Linked DNA regions of Danio rerio: region 2 is linked to region 1. The links are chromatin contacts, called in public Micro-C maps. All regions are on one chromosome and are shown on one strand. The core of a region is the stretch at or near the end of the contact, and the rest is flanking DNA. Distances in the headings are between cores, read along the strand shown.

Region 1 (4,083 bases), core at 670-3,169:
GTGCCACGTGGTGTTTCTGTAATATTTATACTAATAATTAAGTTTAAAAATGTATTGTTACTAAATATACCGACATATATTTTTAGAATACTACACATTACTCAAATAAAGCTTTATTTATATCATACGTGCAAGTAAGTTTCATAAATAATTATAAAGTAATTACAAGTAATACAATGAATAACACATAAGTACCAATTGAAACAAACAGAAACTGAAAGTAATGATCTGTATTTTTATTTATTTATAAACTTGGACATCATAATTAATAAACAAAAACAACAAAACTAACATATAAGTAAAAGTGGTAGATGATAAGTGTCAAGTGGTAAGTGTTTCTGTAATATCTATACTAATTATTAAGTTTAGAAATGTAGTTTTACTAAATATACCGACATATTTATTATAAATATTATGCATCACTCAAATTAAGCGTATGTTAATGTAGAGTGAAAACTACTATAAACTTCGCGAACTGTATTATATTTAATAAATATTGTATAATGTTTGACCGTCCTTGTTCTGCATTTTGCCTTCGATTTGAAAAACGATTGGACAGCGAATCATGTGTCTCCTTTCAGACGAGAGACTCACTTCAACGGCAGGTGCTAATTGGATGGCATGTCTCGCGTAATATCTCTGGGTACGTGGGCCCCCTCGCTCTCCATTTCGGCTCAACGGCTCCGTAGACTCGCACTGTCTTTTACAGTATGCTGTAGCCGTAATGGCGCTTGCTTCCACATGCAACAAGGGCCAGTTTATTATGGCTGGACCTGCGTCTCTTCCTCTCGTCCGCTGATTGGCTGTGCTGCTTCAGAGCCGCGAGGTGATTGGTGCAGAGAGCTGTCAACGGACAAGGAATAGACGGGTACCCAAGACGGCAGGGTTGCGCGTGTGCCTTCCCAGGTCCTGGCAGCACCATCCGGCGAGGGGGTGAGGACGCTGGCCGCCTGTTTTCTGGCTGCAAGGAACACTGGATGTTTTTCTTTTGATTTCTTCTTCACTGGATGTATACATGCCCACGATTTCGAGAGCAGGAACGCGGCACGCCGGTGAACGAGCGCATCGCTATCGATGGGGAAAATAAGTTGAAGGGCTTCGGAAGAATGTTTTCCTTGTTCCAGGGAAACGGATTGCTGTGTTGATCAGCGTGATGGGTGTTTCGAGAGGATTTTGACATTTGGAGAGGATCTGGAGCAGCTATCCATCTACAGCTTAGGAGGGCTCGAGCGCAACAGAAAGCGGCAACAGAGCGCCATACTGCAAAACAAGCTTCCCGGATCGATCCAGTGTAGCAGTCTTTTCGTGCGGGAGAATTGCGCGTTTTAATGTACATGTAAACAAGTAAGCTGGCGAGCAAGTACCAAGTCAGCAGCAGCGGTGGCCTGATTGAGATCCGCGTAACTTCTGCAAACTGCATGCAGCCCTGGCGGTGGAAACAGGGCTGGAAGAGCCCAAAATGGCAAATATGAAGAAATCCAAAAGATGAATGTTGCATATCCCCCGTAACTTGTACTGTTCGCCTAATTTCCCTTCTTTCCGCGCAAGCCCGAGTTTCGAGCCGAAGCAAGGTGCTCCTCATGCCTCCGACATGAGGGAGATTTAAGGCCGTGCGGAATTGATTTATTATGGGGGGAGCGCATTCTTTTGATTTAATCCCTCTCTCCTTTTTTACTTTTCTTTTGTTTACCCTCCGCTTGAGGGTTCTTGGATGTCCGCGCTTGTCATTTTGCTAGTCTGAAACGTACAACGCGTAAAGATTCTCCGAAGTAGGTCAGATCAAAGCTGAAGAGTTGTTAGTATGACACCTTTTCACTCTCGTCTTGATGTATGCCGGACATTTATGCTTTGATTTTACCCGTCGTTTGGCTCTATGACGGCCAAATGAGAGTTTGACATCTTGGCAGCCTCCCACTCCATCTCGTTCGCCTCTTTGTTTTGTTTTTCCACCTCTCATTTCGGGCTGTTGAGTGAGTGAATGGCTCTGTGCGGAACCACGGCTTCCAATGCCGCGAAAATGATGGCTGCGTACAACGGCGGCACCGCGGCAGTGGCAGCGCATCACCCGCACCATCACCACCAGCTGCCACATCTCCCGCCACCCGCCCACCTCCACCACCATCACCACGCTGGCCAGCATCACCTCCAGCACCCCGGCTCGGCCGCCGCCGTGCACCCCGTACAGCAGCACGCTTCTACGGCCGCGGCCGCTGCTGCTGCGGCGGCGGCGGCGGTGATGCTGAACCCGAGCCAGCAGCAGCCGTACTTCCCCTCGCCCGCTCCTGGACAAGCTCCGGGGCCGGCGGCCGCTGCAGCCCCAGCACAGGTGCAAGCCGCCGCCGCGGCCGCTGTAAAGGTGCACCATCACCACCACCAACACTCGCATCACTTACAACAACAGCTGGATATAGAGCCGGACAGACCGATCGGATACGGAGCTTTCGGCGTGGTTTGGTGAGTGGAACAACTTCTGTGTTAACAGAGAATGCTCTAAATAATGCTTCTTCTGACGACTTCAAAAGGGCTCTTGAACATTAGCCTAATGTTTATGTAAATCTAAACAACAAGTTTTTATGATCTATTAATATGTGCATTTTAAAAGTTTATTATAATGTTGTGCAAGATATGATTATTAAAAATACATACGCAGAATAGAAAAAAGTTTTGTTATTATGTCACACAGAGCTGGTACACCCCTCATGGGTGCCGCCATGTTTGTCACATGACTAGCTGTGGCATAAGTTCACACCTTACTGTTATTTTGAGATGACAACACCAGCTGTTCATGTCGGCTGACTTGCAATTAGTCTTTTGTATGGACTTATTGTTAACGTCTTTACTTAGAATCTTAATCAATATGTCACAGTTAGGTGATTTACTGGTCACATGGTACAAGCAGTTGCTCAGAAACTCTTGTATTTTGAGTTGTACTAGAATGTGAACAGCTTCTACAAGTTGTAATCTATAAAACAGAGTAATTATGACACCCATGCCACTAATTGTTGCAAAAGCTTTCAGTGGAAAGTAGTTGAAGTCTGCATGATAAATGGCAGATGATGTCATGTCGATGAGTCTTGTTCAAGAAGTCACTAGATTCATTCATTTCTTTAATTCCTAAAGGACTTAAAATGTTGCTACAGAGTCGAACAAGCAAAGTGCATTTATAAGAGCTGTAGCAATAAGTCTATTCAGTTTGGTATTCTCTATTGAATTGATTCAGAACTTCGGCATTAACATCAGGTGGTGCTCTAGGCCATTGGGTCCAGACTTGATTCTGGAGGGCCGGTGTCCTGCATATTTTAGTTTCAACCCCAACTGAACACACCTCAACCTGCTAATCAAGCTCTGGCTGTCTCTCAATATGTGTTCTTCAGCGATGTCATAATTAACTGCCATAGATCAGTTCCAAAACTCAAGACCGCAAGAACGGAGGATGTGGAAAGGTTCCCGGATGCGTTCTTGGTATCGAGGATGCACCAATACAGACTTGAGCACCAAACTAGCTCTAGAAGTCCCAATAGTGATTGAGACTTGAGGTGGGAAGCGCAGCCTTTTTATTAAAGTTCAGAGATATAACTTATTTATTTATCTCAGGAGTTTCCCTAAATGAGAAAGTAAACATTACCATGAAAAGCTTTACAAAGACACATAAAGGGTTTTTATTTGTTGAAATTCGTATTAAAATCTGTTTTATTTGTATTGTGCAATGTATATTTGTAAGGTCTTTATGCATAGTATATATTGTAAAAAGGGTAAGAACTATAAATTGTTGTATGAATGCTGTGATGTTTAAATAATTTCCCATTAAAAATGCGTGATCATGTGACCATCAGGAAGAATGCATTTAGTTTCTTACAGGATGCGTTCTCTGTTCTCGTGGTCTCCTGAATTCATTCTTCCGAGATGGCAAGAGCAGTCTTCACACATTCTTGGAATTGAGAAACAGCCTCTTTCTAGGTAGCAACTTCAGGGAGGAAGTTGGAGCTAAATTATGCAGGACACTGGCCCTCCAGGCCTGATTTTGGACACCCCTGCTTTAGGGTAGTTTTTAGGCATATGTTCAAATGCTCACGAAGAATAGCA
Region 2 (4,083 bases), core at 739-3,238, 150 kb after region 1:
CATTTTCGGTGGTGAAAAATACTTGATGTTGGCAGGTCATGAGTTATAGTAAGACTGAAACCAAAAGCAAGTAAAGTGTGATGGTTGACAGTGAATTTCCAAGATTACATTATAAAAAAAGTAATGTAAGTTCTGTCATGTGTTTAAATTAATTATGTAAGATGTTTTTTCTATTACATGTGGAAATATATCATCATGACACAAGCCGGTAGCCAGCCTAGTGGTTCTATTTTTCTCAAAAAGTGGACCTTTTTGCAGTTATAGGCCTTCATTGGTCAACTATTAAATTATGCGATTTAAAAACAGCATTTTCATGACATTTTAAGCACTATTTTAGCTTAAATAGATTGTTGGATAGTCATCATAACCAAAAAGTACATTGGGAAATTCATGGTTAACAACAGCCAAACTAGTTTTCAAATTAATTTTAATATCAGTCGTTTTTTGTGATTCACACCCTTTTCGTTGGTCAATTTGTTGTTTGCAAGACTTAGAATAAAAGTAACTTGTAAAATATTTACTCTATTTAAAAACAATAGAGTAGCGAAAGACGACTTCACTTCCTCAGATTGTATGTTTTCTTACACAGCTGGATGTTGGATTCATGAAAAATAATTGTGTTCACTGGCCAAAACTGATTGGCTGAAGTCAGACCTAAGTGACACCCAACAGAAGATTCCACTTGGTCTTTAAAACCTTTTTCGATGGTTTATTTTCACTATGATGGCATAGCAGTCAAAATAGGACAAATGAGCTCATGTATGGGAAAACTCTGGACCTTTGTCAGTGAGAGGTGGGTCTTTCGAACCACTCAAACCACCCTGGCTATAGGCCTGTTACAACATGTTGCTGTTCTTTTCCTCAATGGGTTTTTGAACATGACAATGTTTCTATCTAAAAATAAAAATACTTTTATTTAGTTTTTAAAAACTTTTAGGTATCCAATATTTTGGATGATCACTTTAAAAGATTTTAGTGTAATTTATGATAAAATTGTACTCTTATTATCTTGGTGGAAACCAGTGTTTCTCAACCACGTTCCTGGAGGACCACCATGGTTCAGATGTCTCCTCTGTCTGTCACACCCAGGTTTTTCAGTCTCTGCTAATAAACTGATGATCTGAATCAGGTGTCTTTGGTTAAGGAGACATGAAAAATGTGGAGAGCTGTTGGTTCTCCAGGAACATGGTTGGGAAACACTAGTGTAAACTATGTGTTCAGTCTATAGACATGCACAAGTAGGCCTATTTGACAACCAAAACAATACGTGCTAGCCCAAAATACTTTTTTATTTTGTATTATCATGTAAACCAAGCATTATTTTGTATTTCCTCTTTTTGATTTGATTCTATGGTTACTAAGTGGTGAACTGATTATGTTCAACTGTGTCTTGTTTTTTTCTTTGTTATCCTGTATGTATATATATATATATATATATATATATATATATATATATATATATATATATATATATATATATATATATATATATATATATATATATTTATTTATATTTATATATATATATTTATATATATATATTTATATATACATCATGTTGTCAGGATGAAAAACCACAGGGTTCCAAAGCAGATGCTAGAGACAAGAACCCAAGGAAAACGCCCAATAGGCCTCAAATGAAATAGACTCACTTAACCAAGTATTCCAAAAGAGCGAAGTAGACCCAAACTTCACCAAACAGTGGCCACAGACAGGGAAAGGTGGCAGAAACTTTGTTCAGCCTCTACATCTCTAGGTAGAAGAGGCCAGGAATGAGTAAAGTGAAATGATAACACAGAATCCACATAGCCACAGTACAAATTGCATAGATTGTGCATGTTTTTTTTTTTGTTTTGTTTTTTTTGTTTTTTTGAAGGCCTGTATGCTTGTGGGTTAGACAAATTGTAGATGTTTTTTTCTTTTTAGGTTTGTACATTTGAGTTTTTTACATTTTCGGCGGTTTTATGTACATAAGAGCGATGACTTTTATTATGAAGCAACAACTTTTAATGAGACAGGAAGTAATTCCTCTGTTATACATCACCTTTACATCTCAAAATATGTGCATGCGACAGAGTGTAACACTTCTTACTTAGAATTTGCGACTCTAAGTATGCTTATTATTAGTTTAGTGTTTGGACTTTGCACTTAACTCTGAGTGAAAGTGTCCATAGACCGCCATGTCTCCTGTAGCGGGCGCTAAGTTTGTCCGCACGCCGCTTCAGCTCTACCGGTACCTGCTGCGCTGCTGCAGACTTCTGCCATCAGAAGCCATGCAGAAACACTACCAACACGCCATCAGACAGGTGCCTTCATACACGAGAGAATGATTTTAAAAATAAATCAGACTTTTGTCAGGTGTAAACGTGTTTTCTTCCAGAGCTATAACAGCCATGTGGATGAGGATGACCCACAGAGGATTCAGATGATCATTCAAAGAGCTATATCTGATGCAGACTGGATATTAAATAAAGTAAGCTTATTTTGTTCGAGAAAAAAAAAACTAATATATATACTCTTTAGATTACTTTTTAATTTTAAAATTTACTTTTTAAAAATACTTTAATAGAACTTAAAAGAAATGTAACTTTTGGATTACTTTTTTTGGTTGTTTTTAATAATTTTTATTCTTTGTTGCTTTTATTACTTGTATTTATATATTCTGTTTCTTTTATTCTAGTTTATGTACTCTGAATTACCATTGTGTACCTATACTTACCAGTTTTTTTTTTTTATCTTTTTAGTACACAAAAAAGAAGTGACCACCTTTGTGAAGTGTTCATCATGAAGCAAACTGAGGACTTGCACACAAGTGTGCTGCTAAACACCGTGACGAGAAAGTCAAATCATAAACAGAGGTTAAACAGTACATCACCAAATATCCATATCAACTTTTACAAGTGTAACAATGCCATAAAGTTTACTTGATGATTACATAATATTTTACACATACACAATGCCCTTTATTGACTTTGTCTGGTATATAAGCCATTCAATTATTGATGCACCTATTTGATCATATACTTGTTGCCATTACATTCAAGTTTGTATATTTTCATTAAATTTAATATTAATATTGTTTTGAGTTAATAAATGTTTTAATATTACATTTGTGTTTCCTAATTTTGACTCTCCCATTTAAACGTTTTGATAAAGGCACATTAACGTACACTCACCGGCCACTTTATTAGGTACACCTTACTAGTCCTGGGTTGGACCCCCTTTTACCTTCAGAACTGTCTTAATCCTTCATGGCATAGATTCAACAAGGTACTGGAAATATTCCTCAGAGATTTTGGTCCATATTGGCATGATACCATCACGCAGAGTTGCTGCAGATTTGTCAGCTACACATTCAGGATGCGAATTACTCTTTCCACCACATCCCACATTACATTGAACTCATTGTCATGTTTAAGAAACCGGTCTGAGTTGATTTGCGCTTTATGCCATTGCACGTTATACTGCTGGAATTAGCTATCAGAAGATGGGTGCACTGTGGTCATAAAGGAATTGTCAGCAACAATACCTAGGTGGGCTGGGGCATTGACATGATGCTCAATTTATACTTATAGGCCCAAAGTGTGCCAAGAAAACATCCACCACAACATTACACCTCCACCCCTAGCCTGATCTGTTTATACAAGCCAGGATGGATCCATGCTTTCATGTTGTTGACTCCAAATTCTGACCCTACCATGCAAATGTCACAGCAGAAATCGAGAATCATCAAACCAGGCAAAGTTTCTTTTTCTGTCAAGTTTTGGTGAGCCTGTGCGAATTGTAGCCTCAGTTTCCTGTTCTTAGCTGACAGGAGTGGCTGGTGTTGTCTTCTGTGGTCATCCCCCTTAAGGTTTCTGAAATACTCAGACCAGCACATCTGGCACCCACAACTATGCCAAGCTCAAAGTCATTTAAATCATCTTCCTTCCCCATTCTGATTCTCGGTTTGAACTGCAGCAGATCATTCTGACCATGTCCACATGCCTAAATGCATTGAGTTGCTGCCATGTTATTGACTTATTAAATAGTTGCGTTAACGAGCAGCTGTACCTAATAAAGTGGCCAGTGAGTGTTTGTGGT

Evidence for each region. Hi-C and Micro-C count contacts between places; a contact is called where the count stands out from the background.
Region 2: a contact with region 1 is called in a Micro-C map of caudal fin, with 2.5 times the contacts expected there. The contact joins the promoter of lyrm9 here to the promoter of LOC141377978 in region 1. A contact is called at or near these places in 1 of 18 Hi-C or Micro-C datasets (caudal fin) and 3 of 4 datasets of contacts at active chromatin or transcription factors (caudal fin, embryo and pancreas).

Annotation. Positions count from the first base shown.
Region 1 is chr15:32,750,761-32,754,843 of GRCz12tu, forward strand. LOC141377978 reads right to left here and starts at 1,920. Exons shown (of 5, transcript XM_073924213.1): 1 at 1,859-1,920; 2 at 595-811. The coding sequence starts at 1,920. nlk2 (nemo-like kinase, type 2) reads left to right here and starts at 905. Exons shown (of 12, transcript NM_001113485.2): 1 at 905-2,116; 2 at 2,360-2,454. The coding sequence starts at 1,979.
Region 2 is chr15:32,903,445-32,907,527 of GRCz12tu, forward strand. lyrm9 (LYR motif containing 9) reads left to right here and starts at 1,989. Exons shown (of 3, transcript NM_001159983.2): 1 at 1,989-2,306; 2 at 2,381-2,473; 3 at 2,745-3,107. The coding sequence starts at 2,181. The coding sequence ends at 2,762. The region is part of intron 1 of LOC137487766 (a long non-coding RNA gene); the gene reads right to left.